Linked DNA regions of Sus scrofa: region 2 is linked to region 1. A link is a contact called in public promoter capture Hi-C data. All regions are on one chromosome and are shown on one strand. The core of a region is the stretch at or near the end of the contact, and the rest is flanking DNA. Distances in the headings are between cores, read along the strand shown. Region 1 holds the start of LYRM1 (LYR motif-containing protein 1). Region 2 holds the start of ERI2 (ERI1 exoribonuclease 2).

Region 1 (4,951 bases), core at 1,003-3,502:
TGGAGGCCTTTGTCTTTATCTCCACCCTCTTCTCAGGTGACCTAGGAATAAACTGCTACATTTATTACCTGAGTTTTCCCTTGATTTGTATATCTAACTTCTCCACACCTTTACCTGTGGTTAACAGACTAATCAAAACTAATATTCAAAATAGTCCCTTCCAAACTCTTTTTCTCTTAGGAGTCATCCTTGGTTCCTCCTTTTCCCAAACACTTCATATCCAATTTGGCAGTATGTCCTGCAAGCTCTACAGCCAGAATACATTCTGAATTCAATTCTATTTCCATTGTGATCATAACACTACTGTCACCTCTCACCTGGCCTACAGCAACAGCCTCATAACAGGTCTGACTACTTCTACCCTTCTCTATCCAATAGCCAAGAATGATTTGCTAAAAATATAAATCAGATTTGGTCACTCCTTCTTAAAACCCTCCAGTAATGTAGTAGCAGCCGAACCCTCACCGTGGGCTAAAAGACTAGACTAGATCAAGCCCTGCCACTTCTCCATCACAGACCACTCTGCCTGGCTCTTGCTTTTATTCCTTCCTACTCCAAGCACCTGGCCTTCTTCCCTTCTTTCCTCAGATCCCTGCCCATTGGCTCTTTTCACCACCTAGAAAGCTCATTCCCTACCTTCCTTCTTTTCTCGGATTTCTGCAAAACTCAGCCTCCTCTGAGTAGCTTTATGGATTTAAAGTGGCCCTCACCCCATCTTCTACCACTTCATCTGATATTACTATCTTTGGGGCATTCCTCACTTGCTGATATTTTTTATTGATTTACTTTTTAACTTTCTCCCAGACTCGAATCACAGACCAACGCCTTTTGCACTAAGAAGCTAGTTCTCATTATCTTAGAAAGTATCGGTGTCCTGTCAACCTTCCTCCCTCGCCCTACTAATTTGCCCCTACTAATCTCCCATTGACATTCGGGAATCCAAAGGTTTCAGACATCCCAGATGGTCCCCAAACCAGCATTTTCAGCATTCCCAAACCAGGCTTCCCCTTCCTGGCCCTGGAGCCACTTCCCTTGGCAGGTTCCCCACGCCAGCAGCGGGGACACCGAGCCGCCCTCGCGAGGCTGGGGTCACACAGGCTCGTCTCCTAGCAACGTCGCACCCCCCACCCTCACCCATCCCTGCCCCTTGGGAGCCAACCCCTTCCCCCAGTCTCCCGCGCCAGGAGTCAGCGTCTCCATTCTCTACACTCACTCTGCGTCAGTCCAGCCTTCCCCCACCCACAGAAGCGCCGCAGCCTACGGCAGACTGGGAGGAGGCGGCGCCGGGAGCCCAGCTGAGCCGTGGTCGACAGAGCTTAAGCAGGTCCGGTAGGCCAGGCCAGACCAAACCACCAGACGAACCTCCGTGGGAGCATTCGTACCAGGTCGGGGGTAGGCTAGAGCCTTCCTTAAACGTCACACTCTAGACCACCCTCCACCGTATTCGCAACAATTATAGCCAAGTTCAACCTTTTCTTATTTTTCCTTTCCCCCTTCCGCTCTCCTCTCCCCCGGATTCCAGCCCCCCCCCCGAAAATGGGCCAGTCCATCTCCTCCTAGCCCTCCCTCCGCGTCGCTAGGTCTTTGCCCTTACTTGGCGACGGCTTCGTACGTCTTTGCGTACGTCGTGACGCAACCTGCCCCTCGTTCCCTCCCCGCCCTTCTCCTATTCCGCCTCCCGGAGCGGGCGGCCCGCGGGGTTACCGGAAGTGATGATGCAGGAGGCGATGGAGGGGGCGGGGTTTCGGGGCGGCCGCCGCCGGTGGGCCGCAGATGAAGAGGAGGCGGCGGCAGTGGTGGAAGAAGAGGCGGCGGCGGCGGTGGGGGTAGGGTGCTTGAAGACGCGAGCGGGGATGGTAGGTGGTTTGGACCTGCCGGGCCGCCGTCGTTTCCAGAAAGGGTTTGACTGGAGGAACCTCTGGAGCAGCTGTGAGTTTGGGGGTTGGGGGGTGTATGAGGAAAAGGGGAGGCTTTGGGAGATGAAGGGGCGGGGGTTTGGGTACCTTCGAGAAAGGGGGGTAGAAGGGGAGGAGTGGAAATCGGCGCCTTGTCTGGACTGGTCCCGCTGGAGGAAGACGCTGTGAGGGGGCCCTGTGGCGTGTCAGCCCCAGGCTCAGAAAACTTACCTACTGTCTCTGCCCCTCCACCGCCGGCACCCCCCACCCGCCACCCAAGGCCTGGGGCTCTGGGGGCCGGAGCTGCCCTGGAGGGAGTGCAAACTCTAGTCTTCTGCCCCTGGTAAGTGCAGTGAGGTAGGAGCCCAAGCAGGAGGTGGTGGGTGAATCTCCAGCTCCTCCGCCCTCATTTCCCTCCCCACCCCCATCCTTCTCTTTAATCATTAACAGCCCTGGAATTAAGGGGCTCAGACCTGGAGGCCTTCCTATGCACCTTTGCTGTAAACGATAACCATCTGTGCCTGAGGTAATGGGGCTGGAAGCTTTGCCTGTATCCTGTATAGGAAGTGGGACAGGGTGACAAATGTATTGTTTTTTTCTATTCTCCCCCACCCCCATCCTCCCCCATGCATACCCCTCCTTTCCACTTTAATTCTCCGTGGCTAAGTAGTAATCGTGTTTTTTTCTTTTTCTTTTTCCCTTTCGTCTTGGTACCTTCTTTTGAATTTGGTGTTCTGCTTCTATCCCAGATCTTAACTTCAAGCTTTGTAATACTTCAGTTACAAGCTGTGTCTCTTTGGGAGTACTTCTCAATGCCCGGTCGCTCCCGATTAAGATAAGCATTTTCTCCTAAGAATACTGGAATTCCAAAGCCTTGCAGGGATTCCTGAATGGCATCATAGTCCAGGAATCAAGGTCTCTTCCTCTGAATACTTTATATGTGAGGAATTTAAATGTTGTCAACTCTTTCCAGAATGTTTTGATCTTAGGCTAATTCTGGATTTCTGTGTTTTTCTCCACCCACACTTCATAATGCACTTTGGAGAAGAGAAAACCCCATGTACTTTTTTGTTTCTACAATTTGACAATAGCTCTTTTATCTTTCTCTCCACTTGTGTGTCTGGCACACAAGTCTTCGATGACACATTTGGCTTGTACTGATTTCCATCTTATTTATTTAGCTGAATGTTTGTATATAAGTGGCGTTAAATAAGACATTGTGACTTGTTTAGTTTTGTTTTAAGGAAGAAGGTAAACCAATAAGGGATGTAAAAAAATCATTTGAAAATTGCAAAGAATGATTGAAGAAGAAGATCTCCGTTGATATTCTGTTGGTTTAAGGGGGAAAAAAATGTAGTGCTACTTTAGCCTTTTGTAGGGATTTCAGAGTGAAGTGTGATGATTCCTATTTTGGTGTTGATATTTTCTTTGGAAATCTTTTTTGGATTATAAATTTGGAAATAAATTCTTTGTTGAATCTGGAGCTGTGTTTTCTGAAGAACTTGAAGAGTTGGTGCCCAAATTTTAGGGATCATTTGATTAGAAAAAGTCCATAAATCCTGTTCCTCTGCAACTGAATTTATATGCTTATTGCTAGACAAATTATCATAACATGGGTTCCATTCTACTCATCGGGGCTTTCAAGCCTGATAAAACAGAATATTTAATGCTTTGATTGTACAAGTAATGGCATGTTTAGATGTTTCACAGAAATGTAACAGAAGAAAAAAATGACTACTTTTCTCATTTTAGCTGAATTGGAATCATTGACTAAAAACTCCAAAATTCATTCAATCAACAAACTTTTCTTGACTGGCTACTAATTGCTAGCTATTATTTCAGGCAATGGGTCTGTGAAGGTGAACACAGCAGTAAGGTCCACGCTGCCCTGGAGCTTAGGTTAGAGTGGAGGTGGTGTGGGGACAGATAAATAAGCAAATGAGATTTTGATAAGTGCTGAAGGAAACAAGAGTGATGTGATAGAAAGTGTCTGATTGAGATATAGTCGGAGACCTTTCGGAGGAGGTGACGCTTAAGCTGAGCTTCGAATGAAAAGGAGCCCATTATGCAGAGATAGGGGAGGAGCCTTCCAAGTTCAAGGAGTAGCTAGTGCAGAAACTGTCTGGAGTGAGTTTGGCAAGTTTCAGGGAGGAAAAAAGAGGTAGGCGGAAAGGAGATGAGGGAAGATGGGTTAGGGGAGAGAGGAGAGTGAAAAGATTCTAGGTCAGAGAGGTGGAAATAGGCTCATAAATAGGTAGGCAAAATAAGAGTAAGAAGGAGAAGGAATTGTAAAATGATGCTCCGTTTTAATTCTGTTGCCTTTCCTAGAGTCTTACCACATACTACTTTGAGGGTATACTTGGCCTATTATATTTAAAAAAAAAAAAAAGTCACCCTGCTGAGAGTGGGAGAGGAGGAGGCAGTGGTCATCTGGAACTTTTTTGGCAGATGGATCTCAAGCCATGTGTTAAAAAATCAGTGAGATGAAGTTCCTGTCATGGCTCAGTGGAAATGAATCTGACTAGCATCCATGAGGACACAGGTTCCATCGCTGGCCTTGCTCAGTGGGTTAAGGATCTGGCCTTGCCATGAGCTGTGGTGTAGGTTGCTGATGCGGCTTGGATCTGGCATTGCTGTGGCTGTGGTGTAGGCCGGCAGCTGCAGCTCTGATTCTACCTCTAGCCTGGGAACCTCTGTATGCCATGGGTGCAGCCCTACAAAGACAAAAAAAAAAAAAAAAAAAAAAAAAAAAAAGGGAAGAAAGAATTCAGTGAGATGTTTGAGAGCATGCCTTTTCTTTACAGGATTTTGTCTTATAAACTTTTAAAAATTGCATAATGAGTACCCCAGATGTGTTTTTAGTATATAAATCCTCCTTTGCTTCCAGCTGTGTATGAATTTAGGGTTGAAGGTTGGGCAAGTGGTAATAATATGACCCTGTTGGTCTTCAGAGGTGGTCGTCAGGATCTAAGTTTGAAGTTGTTTTTTCTAGGCGGATTTTATGTTGCAATCTTCCCGCTTTTGTCTGGTCTGCCTGATGACTAATAAATAACACT
Region 2 (4,951 bases), core at 915-3,414, 87 kb after region 1:
AAGGGACACAGAAGCTAGCTTAATGGCCAAATATGGGATATTTTGAGCAGCAAATATCATAATAGATTATAATTCATTGAGTAAAATAGGTATCTACAAACTCATACTAATAAAAATAAATCAGGAGTTCCCTTGTGGGACAGCAGGTTAAGGATCAAGTGTTGTCCCTATAGCAGCTTGAGTCACTGCTATGGCATGGGTTCAATCCCTGGCACAGGAACTTCCACATGCTGTGGGCTGAGGCAAAAAAAAAATAAATAAACTGGAAGTTTAATGAGGAAGCATCTCCCACAAAATCACAGAGAAAAAGAATAACCTTTGAGAAGTTTAGCACATACTTCCTTAATCAAGTAATCAAGGTTAATATCACCAGTAAAGGGACAAAAAATTTGTATACAACCTGATAATATACAAGAGAACAGATTACTTCTGTGATGTTCCTAAGATGTATATAGCCAAATCAATATAATAAATAAGAAAAGAGACAAACCTAACTTGAGGGACATTTTACAAAATAACTGGTCCAAGATTCTTCAATAGTAAGGTTATGAATATGAAAGAAAAGACTGAACAAACAATTGTTTGGACTGAAGGAGACTTGTAGACTAAATGTAACATGTGATTCTAGACTAGATCTTATTGCTAAAAAGGACTTTTCTGGAACAACTGGAGAATCTTGGTGTCTGAGGATTAGATGGTAGTGATATATCCATGTTATTTCCTGATTTTGTTGCATTGAGGTAGTGTAGATTGTGGGAAAAACGTAAACACTAAAATAAGGGGAAGATGAGGCATTGTGTCCCTGCGGAGGACTGGGTTCCATCCTCTGCTGGTGGTAGTGGGTTAAAGGATCCCAGAGCTGCTTAGTCCGCAGCTGTGGCTCAGATTTAATCCCTGGTTCTGGAACTTCTATAAGCCACAAGTCCAGCCATAATTTAAAAAATTTTTTTTGTTTGTGTTTTAGGGCTGCAGGTGAGGGATATGGAAGTTCCCAGGCTAGGGGTCAAATCAGAACCACAGTTGCCAGCCACATCTGTGAGGTACACAGCAGCTCACCACAATGCCAGATCCTTTAACCCACTGAGCAAGGCCAGGGATGGAACCTGTGTCCCCATGGATCCTAGTCCATTCGTTAACCGCTGAGCCAAGACGGGAACTCCCACAAGTTTTTAAAAATGTTTTCACAGCATTAGTTCCCTTCTAATATACTGTATAACTTATTTATCATATCTATTATTTATCTTCTTTCTCCACCAGCAAGGTAGTGGAGATATTTATTTACTCACTGATGTACCTCAAGTGCCTAGGGCAGTGACCAGTACATGATAGACAAAAGAAATCTGATGACTGAAGGGATGGACCACATATATTTAGCTCTCAATAAATGACAGGGATGATCATCAGCCTTATTATTCCCCTGCTGGAACGTAAACTGCACAAGGGCAGGGAATTTTGTGCTTTTGTGCACTGAGATCTCCCCCGACCCTAGAACAATTCCTGGAACAGAAAAGACTTCAATAAATGTTCGTTGAATGAGCGTTCTTCGCGTGTGCCAGACACGACACCCGTTTTAAACTGCCAACGTCAGCGGGATGGTATTAGGATCTGGGAGCTCCAAACCGCCTCGGGCCGCCCCCTCGGGCTCCCCGTTGCTCACCTTGGCCTCGGGCTGCTGTCTCTCCTCAAGATCCCACCGGGCTCTCATCGCCTCAGCCGCCCCGACCAGCTGGTTCGCGACGCGCCTCCTCTTCTTGCCCCTCTTGGGGGCCCTCCCAGTCCTCTCCCTCTCTGGCTCCATGAAGCTGTGAAGAAAGATCGGTTAGAGCTGAGAAAACCCCGACGCCCCGCCAGTCCGGGCGGCTCCTGCGTGGGGAGCGGCACGGGCTGCGGCAGCCTCCAACCTTCCTCAGATCCTCTCAATTCAGTTTACAGAGCGCTCCCCGCCCGCCGCGCAAAGCGAGGGCGCCAACGGTCTTCCCGGTTTGGCGGCGCAGCGAACTCCGCGGCCCCCAAGCCAAACGGTTTTACTGAGGACGCCGGAGGCCGCGTTCGAAACGGTTCCACAACGCCGCGAACGGCGCCTCTGACCGTTGGAAAAGAGGGGGGTGGGGCTCTGCCTAGCGGCTTCCCCACCAAAAACCACTCCCCACCCCCCTGACCCCCGAAGCCGCTGAACAGCAGCCCTGCGGAGAGCGCACACCGCCGCAGTCGCCGCCTCAGCTTCAGCCAGAGCCGCCGCCTCAGCCGCGCGGGGCTTTTGAATGGACCGGAAGTGGGGGGCAGAGCGACTTCCGGCCGTTGGGCTGCGGCGAGTAGGGAGCTTCGGAAATGGCAACCAAGAAGCTAGCGAGGTATGCGAGGGGCTTCTGCGCGGCCTGGGGCGGGGGGTGTCGCTCCTGGTCCGGCACTGGCGTCCGCGCCAGGGTCCGCAGTGTCAGCCTCCATTCTCTGCAGGTCGGGCGTCTCCGACCTGCTCTCTTCCCGGCTCCGGGCCGAAAGGTTCCCTCCTCTCGAGCTTCAGGCCACCCTCTGCACGAGGGTGGAAGGACCAGGGCTCTCTGTGTGCCCTTGAGTCAGCGTTTGCTTGTTCTAGGCCTCGGGAAACGATTAAGAACGGCCCTCCGGTTCCAAGATCATAGGCAGCCCCACCACACCCGTCAAACTGTTCTCCCTGCCACTAACTAGTGATCTGTTTAGTTCATAATGTAGATCATTTAGGCTTTTTTACTGCTTCTTGGACATGGTGTTCACCTTTCCGTTTCATGGAAGCAGTGCAGTGCATTAGTGGATAGGCATTACACTGCTATCTGAAATAGTTTCAGAGTTGGATGATCTTGGGTTCACATTGGGCAAATTGCTGAATTTGTTTTCTTACCCTTTAAATATAGGTAGCAAAAGTGACTGCCTTATACAGTTGTTGAGGATGAAATGAGTTCACCACCTGTGTTCAGCGCCTACTCTGTAGTAACCAATCAATAGATGTCAGCTGTTCACCACTCAAAAAACTCCAACAGGAGCTGTCTGCCTAGTTAAACTCTGCCTACTCAGCAAAGTAGTTTGTCTCACAGCACTTAAGACCTTAGTAAGCTTGTAAGCAGCTAGGGTACAGGTTCCCTGGAGAAAGAACCAGGTATGGCTTTCTTGACCTAACAGAAGCCATTTTTGACCTGGCCACAGTGCTTGTTCTTAAACAGGTCTCAGTAATTGATGATCTTAAGGGAACAAAAGAATGCAGAAACAAATGACTATTATCAGGCAAGAGAAATAGCAATAGCAAAAATAATATGTCAGTTGTAAAGCCTCCTAGTTCTTTTTCAGTGGTAAAGATCAGCCCAAAGCCCTCAACCACCAGATCAACTGGAACCTAAGGGATGATGATTTTTTTCTGACCCTCTTGACTTTAATCATCTAAAGCTTAGATTCTCCACCATCTAAGCCTCTTTATGAATATGCATGTACCCTTAGTTTAAAACTTCCCCAGTTTTGCTATTTTGAGAAAGATCCCTAGTGCCCTTACTTGCTGCAAGTAATTCTTCCTGTTCCCACTCTTTACCTTGGTTTTGTCTTTTGGCTGAACACCCACCCAGTTTTCAGGTAACAAGTTCATCCCTTTCTGTGGACTTAGCATACAACTTTAAGGATCCTTTATCATATATTACCTTATGGCAGTTTGCCATGGATATCTAGTTTTTTTCGAGATATTTTAAGCTCCCAGAAGGCTGGACCTGCCCTGTCTTCTCACAGTGAGCTGTATACACAGTGAGGACTTGAAAAATGCAAAAACAGAAATAAATTGAGCTTTTCGATACATCTTTACAATCACTTGAGTATGACTCTAAAATAAGAGGAGCAAGGAGTTCACGTTCTGGTGCAGCAGAAACAAATTGAGTAGGATGTGGGTTCTATCACTGGCCTCGCTCAGTGGGTCAGGAATCCAGCATTACCATGAGCTGTGGTGTAGGTCACAGACGAGGCTTGGGTCCCGTGTTGGCAGTGGCAAAGGCTGGCAGCCGTAGCTCTGATTGGACCCCTAGCCCAGGGAACTTCCATATGCCTCTGGTGAGGCCCTAAAAAGGAAAAAATATAAAATCAAATTAAATAAAATAAAGGGAGGAGAAATAATTGTCTTAAGTCTGCAAATATGCACTTTGAAGCCCAAGCAGGTAGAATGACTACTAAAATCAAAAGAGGGTGGCAGTTAGTATAAAAAATCAAAGTCTTGCCCTCAAAATCTAATTCAATTTCAATTATAATACATAAATATATTCATAATGTGGGTTATACCATCAGTTTGTTAGCTTATAAAAAGAAGAGTATGAATGAGTTTGTTGGACATACCTGGATTGTTTACCTTTTTAGGCAGCTTGGATTAATTAGGAGAAAGTCAATTGCACCAGCAAATGGAAATCTGGGAAGAAGCAAATCTAGTAAGTAGTGTCATTAGTTTCTTTATATTCTGTAGCCTTGTGTTTTTAGTACTAATAAAACATTAAGGACACTCTGATCTTTTGTAGAGCAATTGTTTGACTACTTAGTTGTCATTGATTTTGAGTCAACATGTTGGAATGATGGGAAATGCCACCGGAGCCAGGAAATAAGTAAGTCTGAACTGCCAATAGCCAAAGGTAGCACTAGATAAGTTGCTTGAAATTTTATAGCTATAAAACAGTTAACAGTTAGTTTGAGAAAATAAACTTTAGTGGATATGCCCATAACTTTAACAGTTTGATTTATTCCTTGGCATAACTTTATTGAAACCATCATATCATACTGCTTTGGTCATTTTGATATGCTTTACTAAAACAGTCATTGTTCAATAATGCTGTATGATGGCAATATATGTTTAATTTAGAGTGATTGCAGCCTTAATTTAACAATTACATATGCGTCAATTGCTAATTCTTTTGTACAGTTGAATTTCCAGCTGTATTGCTGAACACATCAACTGGAG

What was found. Promoter capture Hi-C pulls out the DNA fragments that hold promoters and counts their contacts.
Region 2: a promoter capture Hi-C map of fetal liver shows a contact between it and region 1, with 3 times the contacts expected there. The contact joins the promoter of ERI2 here to the promoter of LYRM1 in region 1. A contact is called at or near these places in 2 of 5 promoter capture datasets (fetal liver and liver), 4 of 47 Hi-C or Micro-C datasets (embryonic fibroblasts, heart right ventricle, liver and 1 more) and 2 of 2 datasets of contacts at active chromatin or transcription factors (alveolar macrophages and skeletal muscle).

Annotation. Positions count from the first base shown.
Region 1 is chr3:25,149,760-25,154,710 of Sscrofa11.1, forward strand. LYRM1 (LYR motif-containing protein 1) reads right to left here and starts at 2,253. Exons shown (of 4, transcript XM_021086518.1): 1 at 2,127-2,253. It overlaps DCUN1D3 (DCN1-like protein 3), which reads left to right and starts at 1,742. Exons shown (of 4, transcript XM_021086516.1): 1 at 1,742-1,929.
Region 2 is chr3:25,236,734-25,241,684 of Sscrofa11.1, forward strand. ERI2 (ERI1 exoribonuclease 2) reads left to right here and starts at 2,165. Exons shown (of 10, transcript XR_002342391.1): 1 at 2,165-2,351; 2 at 4,360-4,427; 3 at 4,515-4,598; 4 at 4,913-4,951. REXO5 (putative RNA exonuclease NEF-sp) reads right to left here and starts at 2,273. Exons shown (of 20, transcript XM_021086509.1): 1 at 2,201-2,273; 2 at 1,658-1,802. The coding sequence starts at 1,798.